Linked DNA regions of Gossypium hirsutum: region 2 is linked to region 1. Evidence: chromatin contacts called from public Hi-C data. All regions are on one chromosome and are shown on one strand. Each heading gives the region's core, a stretch centred on a gene start, on an enhancer-like site or on the middle of the called end of the contact. The rest is flanking DNA. Distances are from core to core; before and after follow the strand shown.

What was found. A called contact is a pair of places that touch in the nucleus more often than the background predicts.
Region 2: a Hi-C map of hypocotyl shows a contact between it and region 1, with 2.2 times the contacts expected there. The contact joins the promoter of LOC107937136 here to the promoter of LOC121228971 in region 1. A contact is called at or near these places in 11 of 34 Hi-C or Micro-C datasets (hypocotyl, leaf, petal and 1 more).

The regions. Positions count from the first base shown.
Region 1 is chrA01:74,904,061-74,908,771 of Gossypium_hirsutum_v2.1, forward strand. LOC121228971 reads right to left here and starts at 2,544. Exons shown (of 5, transcript XM_041112023.1): 1 at 1,622-2,544; 2 at 1,330-1,496; 3 at 1,144-1,231; 4 at 836-1,015; 5 at 199-740. The coding sequence starts at 1,727. The coding sequence ends at 460. It overlaps LOC107937130 (non-specific lipid-transfer protein 4), which reads right to left. Exons shown (of 2, transcript XM_016869954.2): 2 at 2,731-3,880. The coding sequence ends at 3,864.
Region 2 is chrA01:75,130,732-75,135,442 of Gossypium_hirsutum_v2.1, forward strand. LOC107937136 (protein NRT1/ PTR FAMILY 8.3) reads left to right here and starts at 2,349. Exons shown (of 6, transcript XM_016869960.2): 1 at 2,349-2,511; 2 at 2,644-2,723; 3 at 2,904-3,009; 4 at 3,110-3,327; 5 at 3,885-4,441. The coding sequence starts at 2,673.

The sequences.
Region 1 (4,711 bases), core at 1,294-3,793:
TTACAAAAATTTACATTTTTTAGTTAATAAATTTAAAAATTACCGTTTAAATCAATATTAAAATTTTAAAATATAGTTTAAGTTCACACATAGTAAGAAAATAATAGTATAATTTAATCTAATAAATTTAACTACCAAGGACTAAAATTTTAAAAATTAAAAGGACTAAAAATACCGACTTATGCGTACTAAAGAGAGTAAGAGCATAATTTAACTTCTTTGATTCTTTCCCCTCGTAAAGGTACAAATCTAAATTTAAGCATGAAAACCCAACAATTAACGGTAGCTATAATGTGTGTAAAAAAAAGAAAAAAAGTGGATGATATTTTACATTGATGCATGATTCATACACCTCCTCCCTCTCCTCCTATACAATTTCAAACAAAAGCCTGACCTATGGTGAAGAAGTAAAAAAGAAAAAAAAAGCAAGCAGAAACAAGTTTTTGAAATTGACTTTCCTTAACCTTTGGTTCGGATAATAGTGATGGTGCCTCTTCCTTGAGTGTGTATTTTGGTGAGGGCCACCACAGCTTTTCCAGAAAGCCCAGGACCATCCGCAGATACGCATGGCCTACAAGCGAAATCCCCCACTGGGTGCCTTACCGGCCTTGTCGGTGGCATTAGAATCCTTTCGTTAATGTCGTTTAGTGTCATATCCCCTTCTATCCCTCCGGGCTTAACCAATGCAAATGGATAAACAACCCTTGTTATCACCCTTTTCTTCTTCTTATCCTCACTTCCTATAAAACCCACCAATAAAACCATAAATCAATGTTAAATCATTTAGCTATAATAACATCAACAGAAGCATTGTAACAATTCCCTTCGTATTTACCAGAAGAAATTTGGGTGTCTTTGTTGAAAAATGACTTGCTCTTGGCTGTTGATATTTTGTAAGAAGAAGAAGATGAATCAAAAGCTTCTTCAAAGCTGCGTGGTATTGCCTCTTCTGGTGTTTTTATCTCCGTGACAATGTTTGCTTCCTCACTGCTCACCGATGTACTCATTGGTTCATCTAAAGTATAAGGGAAAAAAATCCATAATAAGCATCATTTCAACATTGTATACTATTTGATATATGCATGGGATGGGAGAAAGTACGTGGTGGCTAGTAAAAGAGAAAAATGAATAGTAAATCATTACCTGAAACGCCATTAATGCTTGTTAACTGGCTCATGCAGCTGAAATTCTCAGATAGGCCCCAGTTGCAGCTATAATTCCAATAGCCCTGCTGCATGATAACAGTGGAACTAGCCATGTTCAGATCACATTGTTAATTTGGTAAAACAAAAACAAAAGAAAACCAGAAAAAAAAAAGAAGAAAAATACCATGGCGAGATCATTTAAACCATTGAATTGATTATGATCATTGTACAGCAAGAGGCGTCTTCGTTTGGATGGTTCAGTGAATTCAAGCAATGCATCTTCCAGATACCCAGAAGAGAAATCAGAGTCTAGATGTGGAAAGAATGGGGCAGTTCCACTTCCATCCATGACTGCATTCCATTCACATGCAGAGAAACATAAATGGGGTTAAACTCCCTTTAAACTAAAAACATAAAGGAAAAACAAACAGTGAAAGAAAGACTGGAAGACAATAAAGCAAGAAAAGAGTATGTACCTAAAGACATGTCTGCGTTGAGAACTCCAAGGTTTTGAAGATCCCAACCTGGGGAAGGGCTATGGAGGCTGCTACTAGTGTAAGCCATAGAATTAAGCTCACCCATGTTTGTTGGGGTTTAGGGTCTCTTAAATAGCTAAACAAGAAATCATTTTATAATATAGCATTGGTTCCAACTGCTTGTAATGGTTTGATTGGGTTGTTCTAAATAACCAAAAAAAAAAAAGGTGAAAACTACATTATTGTAGAAAGAAAGAAGGAAGGGAATCAGTCAACGGCAATGGAGAGAAAAAAGAGTGTGTTTCTTGGGATATGGAAAAAAACATATTATTTTGAAACATATTCTAAATATTTATTGGGCTTCTGTACTCTGTGCTGGGGATTGGAATTTTAATCATAAATGTGGGGTTTGGTATATGGGGGACTAAATAATTGCAAAAGTTATGATATCATATGCTGTTGTTTTTCATGTAAAAGCAGAGGGATTGTTTTTGAGATTAAAGGACAAAAGAAAACATGGGTAGATAGACATAATTCAAATTTCAGCTTTTCTTTTTCCATTCCTTCTGATATATGGTTACCAACCGTTTCTCCTATTGGCAACTTTTTCCCTACCACCTTCTCACCATTGTGCCTTCTTTTTATATATCCATGTAATTATATTATCAAATTTGAAATTAAGGAATGCAAATCTTTGTCTAATTCATCCTTCACCCTCTCCATTTAGGTGGCGATAGGGTCCACACACTAGCATGCTTGTGGGGTTCAGGTGCAGCATTTCAGCAACATGCAAGGAAGATGAGAGGTGGAGATGTGGGTCCAAACCTTTTTCACTCCATGGAGTTTCGATGGTCCAAAAACTTTGTCTCAACATCTCTGTTACCCACATTGTATTTTGTGTGAAATGTCTCTGTTCTTTCTTCTTCTTCTTCTTTTTTCCCTTTAAAATCATGTATATCATACAGTACGCGTTGGTTATAAGGTTTTTTATACAATTTTTGCTATTATCTATAATTTTCTCTAAATTTTTAAATCTATTCTCTTAATTGTTATAACAATAATAAGATCACGCCATTAAGAATATATTGTATTTCTTGAGACGATAAGAATTGTTTTAACTTTACGTATTATTAATAAAAGTAAATCATTACTGCATTTATCAATAATAAATAATCACAACATGGGCATGTAGGTAAGCACCCTTCACCAATGTATCAAACAATTTCTAAATCCTTAGCTAATTAAACTCACTTAAGGAGGATATGAAGTGTGTCCATTCAAACTCACAGCTTCTGAGAATCTTCAATAATATTATACATCTTCCACATCCTATAGCCACCCTATAGATAGTAGGGCATGATTACACGAGCCCCGAACAGAAAAAACATGCATACATACCCTCAAAGGACAAAAGAGAAGGGTCTCTTCACCCACTTTTTCCATCTTCTTCACCCACGGGAGACCCCCACTTTTTTTTTTTAGATATTATGAATATCCAAGAGAGTTTATATTATCATAGAACTATATTCTTTTCCCTCTTTCTCTATCATACTTTTAACCCCATTCAGTCTTGCAATTCTTCGCTCCTTAAAGATGAACTATTCTCAAACTCCCAACTTAAAACTTGTATCAACAAATACTATTGTGCCAACCAGTATAGCCATCAATTAATTCATAAACAATAGATTTTAGCCTAACATTATACATAAAATATTAAAAGTCACAACAGTTAAGGTTTTATTTTGAAAATTTTGAATTTAAATGTTGAATGGATGATTAAGAGAAGTATAGATTATTGTTTTAGTTTTACTCTCATAATTGATATATTGATAATGATTTGTTTTGACCTGGCATTTCAAATTTACCTATATCATATGCATTCTATAACATAACAATTCACCAATAACAAATTATTACTATGTTTTTTTTGGGTGGATAAATGATTATTACTATGTTTTGCATGTATTGAGAGAGAAGTTTATATTTAGAACACTGATTACTATAATATAAAGGTGAACACATATAAAAGAAATAACAACATGGTGAAGTAACCTCGAGATCTAACACAATTTCCCAAGATCGCACTAAAATTGATATATATATATATACGAACTGCCTTAATTAAGGGGTGAATCATCCAGTAACCGTGCAGTAATGCAGCATCAATACTTTATTTATTAGCTCTCTCCTAATAGTAAATAACTGAGATTACTCATAATTTTTCTCCTTCATGGTTTCTTTCTTATGGGACGGTGTACCCTGAAAAGTATCAAAATTTTAATTGTTAGCCTCAGCATATTAGCATAATTAAGATTAATAAAACCTTTAAAGGAAAAAAAAGTAATTAAGTAGTGTTTTATTATGCACTTTAAATTTAGGATTTTACTTTTTGCTTCACTTCTTTTCTTGACAACCAATCAAGTAAAAAAGTGAAAATAGTGGGATTTCTTTAGAGTTTAGGGTTAATTAGTGTTTCTAGACATAAAAAAAGATATTATTAAATTATAGGCTTAATAACAAATTTAGCCACTAACGTTTACATATTTTGTCAAATAACAAGACGATGTGAAATTTTATACGTGGAATATTTTTAATGAGATGTAATTTATTACTTAGGTAACCTAATAAAATAATTACATGTGGAAAATAATAAAATAAATAAATAAATCATGAAGTTAAAAAAATAACTCTTAATTAAAAGAAAATAAACGTAATTATCTAAAGAAAGTTTCAAAATGAATACACACATTTAGTATTTTCAGTTTGATTTATTAATTATCTTTTTGAAACCTCTCTGTATGCATTCATTTTGAAATCCTTTTTAGATAATTACATTTATTTTCTTTAAATTAAGAGTTATTTTTTTAATTTCATGTGTGATTTATTTATTTTATTATTTTTTACATGTAATTATCTTATTGTGTTACTTAAGTAATAAATTACATTTCATTAAAAATATTTCATATCATCTACATTAATTTTTTTAATGGTACTTTCATCAAATCTGTTAGAAAAAATAGTTTAAAGAAAAAACAAAGATTGATGACCAAAAAATACTCAAAATTACAGTTAGGACCATTTTGATAAAAA
Region 2 (4,711 bases), core at 1,099-3,598, 230 kb after region 1:
TTACCATTAAGTTGAAGTATGATTTGCTAGTCCAAGAATAAAAGTTTTATTGTTGCTTAAATGCAATTTAAATCTTGGAAGTTGCTGCATCATCATGTTGATAATGCAAAAGTCTTACCCTAGTTTTGAATGTTGTTGAAGAATTGACACATCCTTAAAATTTTGTTCTTTCTTTTTAGAAAAAAATTTAAAAATATATCTTAAAGTTATAAAAGAATAATAAAATATGATCGTTTAAGATCGAAAATAAATGGTATAATGCTAAAAAAATGTAACATGATTTGAACCCAAAATCTTTGTGATATATAGAAACACTTTAATTGGAATACCTCCTCAACTATGTAGTCTAAAGTTAGAACGGTGAGAAAATGTTTGTGAGATACCATTGTTTTAATGTCAAAATTGAGCCCTTTTGTAATTGTACACTTTTCATACCCACATATATGCTTTTTATATATTTATTTAGAGATAATAATTTAGATTAGGTATTGAATCTATTTTCTTGCACATTTGGATATTATAAATTTAGATAATATTTAAAATTTAAAATTACTATTCGTCACACATTCGAAGTGAATGCAAATAGATATTTTAGATATTCATTACCTAAATCCACATTATTTATTTGAATAACATACATAAATTTAATTATTTTAATCCATTTATTATAATTATAATTATTATTTTGATTATATGTAATATATTCAAATTCAAAAGTTTTTAAATTTAAATATTCTAAAAATAATAACATTCAATTTGAATTTAAATTTAGATAATAATATTAAAATAAGTATGAATAACAAATAGACTTTTTTTTGGTTAAATTTATAAATTCAAATTTTAAAAATTAAAAAAATAAAATAAAATCGACCCACCTCTCTTCCTAGTTTTGCTCAAGAAGTAGCTCGTGGTTTTCTGAACTCTTACGACAAACATTCAAATTAAAAGATCTTGGAATTTACTAAATAAAGTAACTCACTCCAATTTATGCAATCAATTCAAAAATGGAAATAAAATGTTAAAAGATATATATATATATTGAAGTTGTAAAAGATAAGATTAAAATAAAGCAAAAGACAAATAATCAATCAAGTAGATTAAATAGTTTTTAAAATTAAAAAAAAATTATAATAGAAGAGTGTTTATGGATGGAATTGGTTTTAGATTGATTCTATTTATTTATTAATATTTTAATGATTTCACGTATAAGTGATTAGGTGTAAGTTTAAATTTTTTTAAAAAAATTATTAAGTATGGTAATCATATATTTCGAATATGAATGTATAATGAACATGAAGATATCAAAAAAAATATTTTAATAAATTTTAAAATATTTAAATTTAAAGTTAAAACAAATTTCCCATAAAATTTTAACAAAAAATCATTTAAAAGATTAATACAATAAAAAATAAACATGTTAGTCTTAAAATTTAGGTTTAATTATGAATTACATCCTTCTATTTCATGAAAATTAAAAGAAAAACTAATCCCTTTACATTAATTTTTCAAGAATCGATCATTTTTAAAATTTGTCATTTAATCGTTGATTTGAAAAATGAATAGTCCAACAACTCATGAAGTTAATGTGTTTGTTAATACTTAGAGCAGATGGATTAATTTTTCAAAATTTGAAAAAGTAGAGAGATGAAAGTTAGAATTAGACCTAAAAATCTATGTTCAAACCCGGTTAGGTATCGGTATTGGTGGTAGAATTATAACTTTAGTCCTTCCCGAATAGAGCTGATCATGGGCTGGGCGGCCCAGCTCGGCCCGAAGGCCCACCCGAAAAATAGGAGGGTTTGGGTAAAAATATAGGCCCGAAAATGGGTTTGGACAAAAAAATGAGGCCCGTTTAGAAAACGGGCTAGGCCTCGGGTAAGAGTTTTTTGGCCCGAGCCCGGCCCGAATTATATATTAATATATATTTTTATTTTATTTTTAATCATTTTAAATTTTTAATATAACTATTTTTTATTATATTATCAATTTATGTATTGTTTTAAGAATTGTTTTAGTGTTATTTTTATTTGTTTTAATATTTGTTTTAATATTTTTAAATATATTTGATTTATTATATTTTTAAAATTTTTTATTTAATGAAATAAGTAAAAAAAATTAATATGGGTCGGGCCGGGCTGAGCTCGGGCTTAGCAATTTTATTTCGGGCCAGGCTTGGACAAATTTTTAGACCCATATTTCGGACCGGACCAGTCCCAGACCTAATAGACTAGCCTAAAATTTTATTTAGACCCGGCCCAAACCCGACCCGGCCCATGATCACCTCTATTCCCGAACCCAAAATCCATGTTCCCACCCATAGATGTATCATTAAAAGCCCTTATCTCAGCCATTACAAAAGATAGGGAAGCGTGCCTGGGTCACCCTAACATTCCACTCCTTCAGCTTGTGTTAATATCTAATCAACCAAATTTTAAGGATCCCAGAACTTCTTTTTCTTTTTCCTTTTTGTTAAAAGATTCCAAAAGTTGTTGACATTACCAATCTAACAAGGTAAAGTCTTATACGCTTTTATTAGCCTAATAATTTGCCCAGTATTTTCATCACAAATTACATTTAGATATATCTTATCTTATCTTAGTCCCTAATCTTCCCCTATCTGTTTTGGGGATTTTGAATCTGTAGTCTTTGATTGGTTCAGTTGCAAAACAATCATGGGATCTATGGATGAAGAGAGATCGCTTTTGGAAGCTGAACTTAATCAGGTATCTTTTTTTTCTGCTTCCCCTTCATCTTTAATTCTTGGTGGTTATAAGATTTTGATTATTTGCTCACAGACACCTTTAACACTGAAAAAATTTCTGGGTTTTGTTGTCTTTTCTTGTTAAAATTCTTTACCTCGGAGTTTATGTTGTTATTAGTGTTTTAATATTTGGTATTTCCAGGCTGAAAGCAGTGGGCTTTACACTGGGGATGGCTCCGTTGACTTCAATGGGAATCCTATTTTGAAGCAGAATACTGGAAATTGGAGAGCGTGCCCTTTCATTTTGGGTGAATTATTGTAAATTTATCTATTTGCTCTTCCTTTTAAATGGGTTTTATTTGAGTAAAGCTTATCTTATTTCTGCAACTTTTTTATATGGAATTATAGGTAATGAATGCTGTGAGAGATTGGCTTATTATGGGATAGCAACTAATCTTGTAAGTTACCTGACCAAGAAACTGCATGAAGGGAATGTATCAGCTGCAAGAAATGTAACTACTTGGCAAGGAACTTGCTACCTTACACCTCTCATTGGAGCCGTCTTAGCAGATGCATATTGGGGAAGATATTGGACAATTGCTGCTTTCTCCACTATTTACTTCTTCGTAATATAATTTACTCCTAACTACTACTTTTTCCTGCTTTACATGCTCATCGTTTTATTCTTTAAATAGTTATTTTTCTGATTTATGATGTAATTGTTGCTTCATTATTTTGAACTACTTATCATGAAGTTGATCCTGCATTCAACTGCAGTAGTCTTTGGCTGCTGTTCCTTTGAGTGTGTTTTGCAGTTCACATTATGCCATTAACCCTGATATGCATGGTCCTTCACATGCGATTTAAATTCACGCATGGTTCTCCTCTTCTGTTGCTAGTAGTTTTAAATCAGGAAGCACTTTGACTCCTTTGCAAAGATTTTAAGACAGTTTTAAAGTGTAATAACATATTTTCTGGAATTTATAACTCACGTTAATATCTTGCACTTTACACGGTAAAGAATTTGATTTTTGGCTATGTGAGGACAACAATTTTCATCATTTTAATCATATTATTGACTAATGAATTCTGGTACTTCTATTAAGGTAAAGTGGGCAAGTAATTTATATGTTTTGATTTCACTTTCTGATGCATTGGATAACACATTTACTATTTGATGTAGGGAATGTGTACATTGACTCTCTCAGCATCAATTCCTGCACTGAAACCTGCTGAATGTGTGGGTTCTATTTGTCCCTCAGCTACTCCAGCTCAGTATGCTGTATTTTTCTTTGGGCTTTATCTGATTGCATTAGGGACGGGTGGAATCAAACCGTGTGTTTCATCCTTTGGGGCCGATCAGTTTGATGATACTGATCCCAATGAAAGGGTGAAGAAGGGGTCCTTTTTCAACTGGTTCTATTTTTCCATCAACATTGGTGCTCTGATCTCAAGCAGTCTTCTGGTGTGGATTCAGGACAATGCTGGATGGGGTCTTGGATTTGGCATTCCAGCATTGTTTATGGGCCTTGCAATTGGAAGTTTTTTCTCAGGCACGGCACTCTATAGATTTCAAAGACCAGGAGGAAGCCCTATTACAAGAATGTTCCAGGTTTTGGTTGCAGCATTTCATAAACGGAGCCTCAAGGTACCTGAAGACAGTACTCTCCTATATGAAACTGGTGACAAGCACTCTGCCATAGAAGGAAGTCGGAAACTAGAGCACAGTGAGGAGTTGAAGTAAATATTCTTAATTATTTCCCTGAGTTTTGAATGATTGATCTTGATTTTCTATTCCTCATGATTTAAAAGAAATATTCTCTCTCTCTGTCTCATTAAATCCTATGAAATTGAAATTCTCTATCTCTTTAGACAAGGAATTGGTAATGAACGGTAAGGAAAAACATAGGTATTGAAACACTGACTGTTCATCTCTGCAGAAATATGCTGTTGTCAATTTATCCACTCTATCAAACACCTTCCAAGCTCAATTTTCATGGGAGCTTATGT